Regions from separate parts of the Mus musculus genome. Here all the other regions are linked to region 2. Evidence: chromatin contacts called from public HiChIP or PLAC-seq data. All regions are on one chromosome and are shown on one strand. The core of a region is the stretch at or near the end of the contact, and the rest is flanking DNA. Distances in the headings are between cores, read along the strand shown.

Evidence for each region. HiChIP or PLAC-seq counts read pairs in DNA pulled down with a chosen protein or histone mark.
Region 1: an H3K27ac HiChIP or PLAC-seq map of embryonic stem cells shows a contact between it and region 2, with 3 times the contacts expected there. The contact joins the promoter of Asgr1 here to the promoter of Alox15 in region 2. A contact is called at or near these places in 4 of 39 promoter capture datasets (the C10 cell line, the HPC-7 cell line, cranial neural crest and 1 more), 2 of 484 Hi-C or Micro-C datasets (bone marrow-derived macrophages and cerebral cortex), 1 of 115 datasets of contacts at active chromatin or transcription factors (embryonic stem cells) and 4 of 9 other capture datasets (adipose tissue, embryonic stem cells, macrophages and 1 more).
Region 3: an H3K4me3 HiChIP or PLAC-seq map of embryonic forebrain shows a contact between it and region 2, with 2.9 times the contacts expected there. The contact joins the promoter of Kif1c here to the promoter of Alox15 in region 2. A contact is called at or near these places in 2 of 39 promoter capture datasets (cranial neural crest and second pharyngeal arch cranial neural crest), 2 of 115 datasets of contacts at active chromatin or transcription factors (embryonic forebrain and large pre-B cells) and 1 of 9 other capture datasets (adipose tissue).

What each region holds. Positions count from the first base shown.
Region 1 is chr11:70,053,101-70,056,509 of GRCm38.p6, forward strand. Asgr1 (asialoglycoprotein receptor 1) reads left to right here and starts at 1,255. Exons shown (of 9, transcript NM_009714.3): 1 at 1,255-1,388; 2 at 1,781-1,866; 3 at 2,897-3,013; 4 at 3,137-3,232; 5 at 3,314-3,385. The coding sequence starts at 1,800.
Region 2 is chr11:70,350,219-70,353,417 of GRCm38.p6, forward strand. Alox15 (arachidonate 15-lipoxygenase) reads right to left here and starts at 1,813. Exons shown (of 14, transcript NM_009660.3): 1 at 1,653-1,813; 2 at 496-700; 3 at 107-188; 4 at 1-33. The coding sequence starts at 1,787.
Region 3 is chr11:70,698,834-70,702,244 of GRCm38.p6, forward strand. Kif1c (kinesin family member 1C) reads left to right here and starts at 1,715. Exons shown (of 23, transcript NM_153103.2): 1 at 1,715-1,876. Inca1 (inhibitor of CDK, cyclin A1 interacting protein 1) reads right to left here and starts at 1,322. Exons shown (of 7, transcript NM_001252484.1): 1 at 1,225-1,322.

The sequences.
Region 1 (3,409 bases), core at 5-2,504, 300 kb before region 2:
AAGATGCAAAAATCCTGAGTTTACAGCATTTTCCAGTTTTACAAGCTAGGGCTGAGGTCTCTCTAGCACTGAGAGAGCAAGAGGCTCGGTGCCCCCTGCTAGTCCCTACCTCTATGAGTAGAGCTACTATTCAGACTGGATCTGTATCTGTTTGCTTGCCAGAATAAACTAGATTGTAAGTGGCAAAATCAGAGAGTGTTAAATTAATGGCCCAATTTTCACCAAAATCGCTGGCAGCAAGCCCGGTTCATGTAAACATGCGGATTTTTAGGACACAGACAAGCAAGGACGCACAGAGTAGTTGGATTTATGTAAGCGGCACCTTCCTGAATAGCTCACAGGCTCTAGACGGCCACAGAGGCCACTCCTCACTGTGGAGCCTAACAGGAGGAGGATTATATGTTGAATATTGCTCTTGTCCCAAGCCTGAGTTCTGACAGGCCTCTCTGAAGCTCTCAGGACCATGAGGGGCCATGTTTAAGCCTCTCTGGGGATTTGGGGACCTGGTGCGTGGGACAGCTAAGGATCCCATTCTGAGTGAGGTGCTGGAGGCAGCACACAGGTCACTGAGTTGGGCTGCCCGGGTGTTAGTCTGTGCTCTTCTGTGTAGTATGGCTTTGAGAAGCCCTTGTCTTCCAGAGCCTCAGCTTTCTTGCCTGCAGAATGGGTTGTTCTCTGGGGATGAGAAAGGTTGAAGTCCTGGGGCATATGGTAGAATCAGTGATTTCTTGGCCCTGATCCTAGAGGGGAGCTGCTCCTCCTGTTACCACTGCGCTGCTTGGAGGACTACCATAGAGTGAGTCAGTCAGGTTAGGGCTGAGGAGCCTGGAGCTGAGACCCCAGGAATCTACAGCTTGCAATTATAACACTGAGGTCACAGGGCAGGATTGGGCAAGAGCGGGGAATCAGTTGGTGCCTCTGATCCTGGTCAGGGATATTTGGAGATACGGACAATTCTGGGAAATTCAGGACCGAAAGGGGGAGGGCTCTGAGGGCAAGCAGCAAACTGTTCCCTAGCCTTTTAAGGCCTGTCTCACCCACAAAAAGGTAACAAGTATTGAACATGCGGAAGTGCATGCGTAGATGTGTGTGCCTCTGTGTGTGTGTGTGTGTGTGTGTGTGTAGACTCCCCTTTTCTGAGAAATAGAATAGAGGTCACCCATGCCTTCTTTCCTCCCCTATACCTCCCCAGTTCCAAGTCTACTCCTACCTCTGTTTATGGTTCAAAGTCCCGGTGTTGGTGATGCCAGGTTCAGCGTGCTCGGACACACATGGGCCCTGGATGGACCCTGTCCCCTCCCCTCCCATTGCCCAGGGCTCTTCACCTGGTTCTTCAGGCTTCAGCCCCCTCCTTAGCCTGGGCTCTTCGTGGTGCTGAGGGACCTTCAGTAAGTACAGCAGGAGGAGAAGGGATGGGTGACAGCCAAGAGAGAGTGGCTGTATGGGTTCACATGCGCAGTGTGTGTGAATGGGAGAGGAGAGATTTTTCTTAGACAGAATGTAGCCTTGGTTAGTCTGGAATGCACTCTGTAGACCAGGCTGGCCTCGAACCTACAGAGATCCACCAGACTCTGCTTCCTGAATACTGGGATTAAAAGCATGTGTCATCATGTCCAGCTAGAGGATAGATTTTTGGATGTCAGGCTTGGGAGCAGATAGGGTTAGGGGAGACAGAAAGTATGTCCACCTAGTCAGATGTAAAAGGGAACTGGACTTCATCCAGCTCTGAGTCTGTTAGCCTCGGCCTCAGCTCTAAAGGCTCTAAATTTGGCTGTCCTAGGTCCGGATCCAGTGCCATCATGACAAAGGATTATCAAGATTTCCAGCACCTGGACAATGATAATGACCATCATCAACTCCGGAGAGGTGAGAGGTGCTCCCTTTCAGAGAGGCGAGGGGTTCTCCCCTCTGGAGGAGAACATCAGTGGCTCTGTCCCTCCGACTCAGCTCCTGTGTCCTGTGGAGATCCCTAGCTCTGTTCCATACACTCAGAAAACAGTGGCTGCATCACTCTTGCTGGGACATAGGGTACAGGGCATAGTGTTGGCATCCTCAGTGACAGATGTCCAAGCTTCCTCCCAATGTTACCCATTTCTCAAGACCCCAGGCAGAGGGTGGCTCCAAGGTGTGGGGCCTACTGAAGGTCGGGGGCATGAGCTTATTGTCAGCCCCGTCTGAAGTTAGGTCCCTTTCTTCTTCAGTTTCAACAGTGTGTATGTGGAGGTGGAGGTGGGGATGGGAGGTGATCAGGATCAGTTTGACTTAAGGGACCCTTGGAGAGGGGGCTGAGGGTCTCAGCACGGATGAAAGATGAAGCATCTGCTCTCCCTACTTTGTCCTCTGAGCAGGGACTGTCGTGTGCCTGTACAAACAAATACAGAGCTCTTGAGGTATCCCAGGTGGGCAGTGTGCTTTTATGCAGGAAGGAGCACAGGAGGGGAAACGGGGCGGGGGGGGGGGGGCAGGAGGGAAAGCCCGCAGGCCAACCGACAGGACTGAGTGTCATTTTCTCCCTTGGTGGGAGAGGCTCACCTTTTCTCCTTGCATGCAACCAAAGACGCACAGGATTCACGGAAAGAGGAGGAAACCCACCCTTCCCACACTTTGGTGGAGCAATGACTCCCCAGGCGTGGTTCATCGTCTGTAATGACAATATTATGCCACAGGGTGGCAGCAGAGGTCCAGGGCTTCGGGAATGCTAGGGCAGGTCAAAGCTTTGCACTTCTGATAACCCCCTTTCTTCCCTATCTTTAGGTCCTGCAGGGTTGTCCACGGCCCACATTTCTTAATCTATACGGCCCCTCTTAGTCTACTGGAGAGCTTAGTTTGCGCTCTTCCTAATACCTCGGGATTTAGGTTGGCCCAGGTAGTGAACTCTTGATACGCTCTCTTGCAGGGCCGCCTCCCACTCCACGGCTCTTGCAGCGACTCTGCTCTGGATCCCGCCTCCTCCTGCTCTCCTCGAGCCTCAGCATTCTGTTGCTGGTGGTTGTCTGTGTGATCACATCCCAAAGTGGGTGGCCAGGGCTGGGCAGAGAAAGGGGGCAACTTCGGGTGTGTGTGAGCAAGCGGTGGGTGCGGTGGTTGGTGGACACAGACAACTTATTTTTCTCTACCCACATCCTCTCTTGCTTAGATTCCCAACTCCGGGAAGATCTGCTGGCTCTAAGGCAGAATTTCAGCAACCTCACTGTGAGCACTGAGGACCAGGTCAAGGCCCTGAGCACCCAGGGTGAGGGGGACTGGGTCTGGGGCCTGGGTCTGGGTGAGGGGTGGTGGGGTTGTCAGGACTTTGAACAAGTTTATCCTCTAGGAAGTAGTGTGGGAAGAAAGATGAAGTTAGTGGAGTCGAAGCTGGAAAAACAGCAGAAGGATCTGACTGAAGGTGAGGATGGGGCGGGGGGGGGGG
Region 2 (3,199 bases), core at 563-3,062:
TTCAGGATTGTGCCATCCTTCCAGTTGCCCCACCTGAGGGCAGAAGTGACATCAGGCACGGGCACTGCAGAGGCAGCTCGCCATGGGTCCCCTGGGTCAGCCTCACCTGTACAGACTCCTCCTTTCTTCCAGTTCCTCCTCCCTGTGGTTCCTGAACAGGCCTTGAGAGTCTTCAACCACGGTGCAGCCTAGAAGCCGAGGAGGGAGACACTCTGGATGTCTTCTGTGAGCTTCTCTACCCCCTTCCAGCTGGCTGTACCTCTTCAGGCAGCCCTGGCTGTCCTCTGTGCATGCATCTTCATGTCCCTCCCTGAAGCCTCCGTGACATCTGGGCCAGCTTCAGCTACTCTTTCTTTGACAACTCATTTAAAACACCAAACAAACAGCCCAGCTTCCAGGCTCCAGCTCCCACACGCTGCCTCCCCTTCCTCACACAACTGAGGCTCCGTTCCCCCTATGCCTCTTCACACACACACACCCCACCCCTCTGCTCACCAGTGCCCTCAGGGAGGTTCAGGATGCTGGTGCCCTGAACCCATCGGTAACAGGGGAACGTGTACTCCGATCCCTGGTCTCCGGGGCCCTTCACAGAAATCCAGTTGCAGAACCAGGCGTCCTCTTTGAGATAATGCCATTTCTGCACTCTCACAAACAGCAGTGGCCCAAGGTATTCTGACACATCCACCTTGAATTCTGCCTCCTGCAGATAAGCACAGGGGCGCAGAATGGGGTGCTCAGGCTGAGTTCTGCTTCCACTGGGCCACAGGAAAAGTGATGAAAAGAGGCTCCATGACACCACTCAGGGTTGTCACCTCAACCAAGAGTGAGAGGGTTAAGGATGGACGATGGACGATGGGAAAGTACACTCCTTCCTCCCCGGGGGGTGGGGGGAGGACTAGAGGAAGGGGAATTCTGGAAACTCTGCCAGAGGCCCAGTGAGGAACGGGTCAAATGGGAGACCCCACTAAGGCAGAGAACCCATGGGAATTCCATTTGGCCTGAGCCAGGGTTTCTACAGGATGGTCTCCAGGGAGAAACCTGGATTTGGAGAGGCGGGGTTGGTGAGAGAGAATGAAATCAGAGAAGACACGAGGCAGAGTCCATGGAGAGCGTAGAGGCTGAAAGGACCAGCGCCTTCATGAAGCTAGGGCCCCCAGCGCCTTCATGAAGCTAGGGCCCAGAGAGCCGTGGGGACTGGGAGCCAAACAGGACCAGGTCCCGAGGGACCGAGAGTAAGCCAGAGGCTTGGCAGTTCGTAGGGAAGAAGCTGGAGACACTGGGAGGCTTTATCAGGCAGACTGTTCTACAGTAGGAACGAGAGAAGATGGTAAATCTTAAGCTTTAAAAAATTAGAGACATTCGGGCAGCTGACACTGCTGATACTGGCACTACTACTGTACCGCAGAGTTCTGTGAAGTGAGGGACGCACAGAAATATCCCACTCAATGAGGCCAGGAGGCAGCAACTGTTACTGAGCGCTCACCGAATGCCTCTGTGCACCCTTTCCGCTTTCCGAGGCTGTGAGCTCCTTCCTCAGAGTTCAGGGGCCACGCATCAGGGTTCCTAGGGATTTCTTTGACTTTGCCCCCGCCCCCGCCCCCAGCCCCTCACCCTGCCGCCTCCCGGGACAGCCAGAGCTCTGCGCAGCTCACCGAGTTCCGACAGGGTCGGAACAGCTTCCCGAGAGATGCCTCCCCATGCTGTCCGATCAACCACAGGTAGACCTCGTTGTTGGAGCCCGCGTACACGGAGTCCCCGGTGGAGACGCGGATGCGGTAGACACCCATCTTGCAGATGAAGTTTTCTCCCTTCTGAGAATCAAGAGGGGTAGACGGGCTAAATAAGAAAGCCGAGGCCCCGCCCCTTCAGAAGTCTAGTTTAGGGTTGAGCTGTAGGTGGCAATTAACCCCGCCTCTGTCACTTACTGGGGCCCCCAGCACTTGCTGGGGGCCTCGTTCCAGCCCAAAAAAGGCGGGGCTCTGGGCAAAGCTGAACTCTCAAAAATCATCTTGGTGAGAGGAGAACAGGAGGGAGAAGTAGATGGGGATTTGAAAAGAAAACATGCAAGAAAGAATCAACATCTGGTCCAGTCCCTTCTGCCCCCGTCACACCTTCCTCCACGCGCGCTCACTCTCTCTCTCTCTCTCTCTCTCTCTCTCTCTCTCTCTCTCTCTCTCTCTCTCTCTCTCACACACACACACACACACACACACACACACACACACTCTCACACGCACATACATCCACTCTCCAGTGCGCGCATCACAGATGGGTTTTCCCATGCCCAGGGATAATCTTAAGGTTGCAGGTGCTGTGCAGCATTTAAAGGCGGCACATTTTAGCCACCCGATTAATTCTACCAGCTCTGTACACTTTGCCCATCCTGAGGCAGGCTCTGGGCTCATCCCTGTGAGTTTCAAAGCATCCAGATATCTCCCGATGTCTGCATAATAAAACCCCAAATTACCTGGCCTTCAAAGCCCTCGGAAACCTGATTTTCTCCCTTCCCCACACTGCACTCCTGCTGAAGCCCCTTGCTCCCCAGAGCCACCACCAAAGACTCCATGTTATTTGCTGAAGAATCATGTACTCGGGGTCCACCCTACTCATCCTTCCAAATCCTGAGGAGACTCTAGCTTCTCAGTGAAGTGCCTTCTACACCCCACCCAGAGACAACCAGCTTCTACCGCCTACCCCAGAAGCGCTTCTGCTGATGCCTGGCTAATGCTGGACCCTGATCATCCTTGTGTCAGTATCACCGGCTCACAGGAGCGCCTCCTAGGCCAAGACCGCATCCAGCAGGGCTTATTCGTTTATTGTTAACTGTTGCTACACCTGGAACCCACTGAGCTGAATGCAACTGTACATACATCCTTCCTCTAGGGAGACATGGGACCACAAAGACTCTCAGTCCATGTGACTAATAAGAGTAATAAAATGACCTTTGGTGCCATTCTGGCATGGAGTGTTATAAACTGAATTAAACAAAGACAATGAAAATGTGTCTGGTGAATGGCAATCTCCACTATGAGTCAGTTCTGTGCACATCCCCAAGCTAACACACCCCTTCCATTGAAATAAGAATCACATATTTGCTAAGCCCTGACCCGACCGCCGGTGGAACTGAGGTCAGCATTACTCTCAGGCACGTATGGTACTTACTGGAACGTTCGCTAACCTGAATTGTTCTGTTTCTGTA
Region 3 (3,411 bases), core at 465-2,964, 350 kb after region 2:
TCAATCTCTGGATCTGATCTCTACACATATGCACACATGAAACACAAAAATACTTAATTATTTTTAAAGAATTCTAGAGAAGTCCAGAAAAATAAAATTAAATAAATGAACAAATACTAGGTAAAAGCCAGGAGTGATATACAGACTTGTAATCCCAAAGGCTCAGGAGACTTAATCTTTGAGTTTTGACTCCAGACTGGTTTAAAACAAGATTTCTGTCCAAAATGAAACAACAAAAAAAAAAGCTGGGGAAGCAATATGACTGCAGTTAAGTGGCAGAGAGCTTGCCGACATGCCCAAGGCCCTGGGACCCTAAACAATAAACTGCCTGGTAAGTTAGGAGTGCATGTTGGCTGGCATAAAGGACAAAATCAGAAAATGTTACAAGCAAAGGTTATCCAAAGAGTGAGCCAGGCATAGTTTTGCAATCCTGTGACCCCAGCATTCAGGCAGCTAACACAGGGTTGAGTGTTTAAGGCTAGCCTGGGGGTAGGGGTTACAAAGAGAGACCCAGTCCATCACAAAACAAAATCAAGGGCAGCTAAACTGAGCTGAGAAATGTTGAGGAAGATTAAAAGCAAAAGGAGTATCTTGAAGTGGCAGATGGTCGAGAGTTGGGCTGTTTAGTGTGAGATCTAAAAAATGGATATCCTGAATTCGTAGGGGGTCTAGAACTAAAGGAGCAATGAGGAATTTGGATGGCTGTGCCTGAGTGGGTGACCTAGATCTAAGGGGTTTAAGGCAGCCAGACGGAATGGATAGTTGACCAGGGGATAGTCAAGACCTTGGCAGCAAGATACAACTAAGAGGGTGGATGGGCATCTGAAAGGTGTCGCCCTGGCTGAGGAGCCTGGTGTTGGGGTAGCCTTACTGGGGGGGGGGGTGGGGGGTGGGGGGGTGGAGAACTAGGTCTAAAGGGGCCAAGGCGACCTCTGGCAGGAAGACTGGGGTCTATAGCCAAATCTTTGGTAATAGGCAGGAAGGCAAAACTGGGGTGGTGAGCTTAGGGACATGGGCAAACCAGGCTGGACAGGCAGGGGTCTCCTTCACCGGCCCTGAGAAGGCAACAGCGGCCTAAGAGGCCACCTGAGCCTGAGGGGCTGACTGGGGCTGACTGGGGCTGACGGGCTGAGGCGGCGGTCCGGGAGTCAAACCAGAAGGCTATCTGAGAAGAGAGCGTCCGTGCGGCTATGTCGGCGACGTCTCTGCATTTGGCCCCATCACCTGAGGCAACTGCGAAGCGAGTTCTGGAACCTCAGGTCGGGCAGGAAGGAGCAGCTCCGTAGTGAGCCCGGTCGCCCCACTTGCCTGGCTCGCCTGAAGGCCGGGCCTGAGGGGGACCGCCTCCTGGGCGTGGTCTGCCATTAAGCCCCGCCCCCTAGGCGCGCCTCTGACGGCGACGACGTGCGCGGCTCCGGCCTAAGTCCCCTCCTGCGTCCGACCTCGCCTTTCCCGACTCCTCAGGAGCGCTAGTTTTCCCACGTTCTGGTGATTTGCTTTCCCTTAGTGTCCGCAACTCAGTTTCCCTGTCTCTGCCCGGCGAGCCCTACTGTCAGAGTGCACTGCCCCTTTAACTAGAGTGACCCGGGTGGCTCCTTCCCGGGACAGCGCGTGCCCGCTCGCCCGTCCGCGCGCGCGCCCGTCCGTCCGTCCCCCGCCCCTCGCTCCCGCCCCAGCTCGCGCTGCCCGGGCGGGCGCCGGCCGCTGGCGCCGCTTCTGCTGCCGCCCCCGGGGCGCGATCCGCCGCCCGCCGCCCGGGGACCCGGCGAGGGGCGGGGGCAGCCCCGAACTGGCCCCCGGTCTCTCCCTCGCCGGTCTTAGGCATCCCAGAAAGTTTGTCCCTTTGCTCTCCGCCGGGGAGTCCTGCCGCGACGAGGTGAGAGCCGGTGGGGGGCAGGGAGGGGACGCCCGCGGAGGAATGCGCTGTGGGGCGGGGAGCCGGAGTTCCGAGGTCCCGATTGCACGACCCGGCCAAGCGGGCTAGGCGCGAGAGCTCGGATCATGTGCTATTTATCCCGCGGAGGCGCAGAGAGGTGCCAGGCCCCGGGCAGCCGTCGGTTGGCTGGACTGGAGGACCAGGAACTCATGGCCGCCCAGAGAGGACAGGCGGGGGCTTGTTGGAGACCTGCCAGTGGGCAAGGTGCAGGTGACCCGAGACCCCCTTTGGAGTCGGTCTGCCCCACCTAGCCTCCTCCCCAGTGCGCCTTTAAAGCAGGACCTGCAGACCCTGCACCTACTCCCTATATCTTTACCCCGCTGTACCCTATTCTTGCCACCCAATTCCTTGTTTTCTTAGCTTCGGACGAGTCATATTGCCTGTCCACCCTGGTGCCCTTCCCTCCCCTAGTTAGGGTTTTGGGGGTCAGGACTAGTCTTCCTGAGCCAGTCTCTGTGATTTCGGCTACTCCCTTCCTGTGGTGGGATAAACCAGCCCCTTCACTCCTCCCCTGCTCTGCCTAGGAAGGCTGGGGAGGTGAGGCCCAAATAGCATGACAGAAATTGGCGGTCTTTGGGGGCTACAGGTGGGAGTGCAGCATCGTTGATCTCTTTCTTTTTTTCTTTTTCTTTTTGAAGTCTTCACCCTGCTATCCGTGGGCGTGGGCTGCTTAGACTCTCCTCCTAGGGTGTGGGCACCCGGATCACCCACATTCCTAGGCTGCAGCCTGGCACTTTCCCCAGGCTAGTGGACGCCATAGCACTAGCCCCAGGTTGGGTTAGGACCAACCTGTTTCCTTTTCCCTTGGCTTTCCTTTCATGAAGCCCCCCTCCTTGGGTGTAGCCCCCCCCCTGAAGATACAGGTATTCTGGGTCTCCCTGCGAGGAGTCCTGGGGGGGGTGTTGATATTATGCATACAGGATGACCCCACCCTCCCCTGCCCATTGTCCTGGATCCTGAGGAGGAAGTACTGGGGGCTGGGCAAGGGGTTTGGGGATCACCAGCAGGCCCTGTGAGTCCTTGTTACAGGCTGTTCCACTAGCCCTTGGACTTTGCCAATCAGTAGTGGCCCTGCCTCGTGTGGGGGTTGTCAGCTCTATGTGAGAATTGCCGACCCTGGAGAAGAATTACAGATTCCAGTTTTATGACTGGGTTTTTTTGTCTCCTCTTACCTGTCTGTCTTCTGGGTTTCCAGTTTGTGCTTTGGCCCCAGAGCCCTCACTCTCTGTCTTCTCAATATCTCTGAGTCTCTCTTTCCTTTTCTTCTGTCATTCTTTATTTTTATAGCCTGACCTCAATCTTGTCTCTTGTCTGATTCCTCTCACTTTCTTGGTGTCTGTAACTTTCTGTCCCTCCTCTTCCCTTCCTGCCACCCTCAGCATCTCTGCCCATGTGTTCTTCACACTGAATCACCCTCTGTCCAATCTGTGTTTCATTCTCTCTCTCTCTCCTCTAACTGAATGCTCAGTACACTT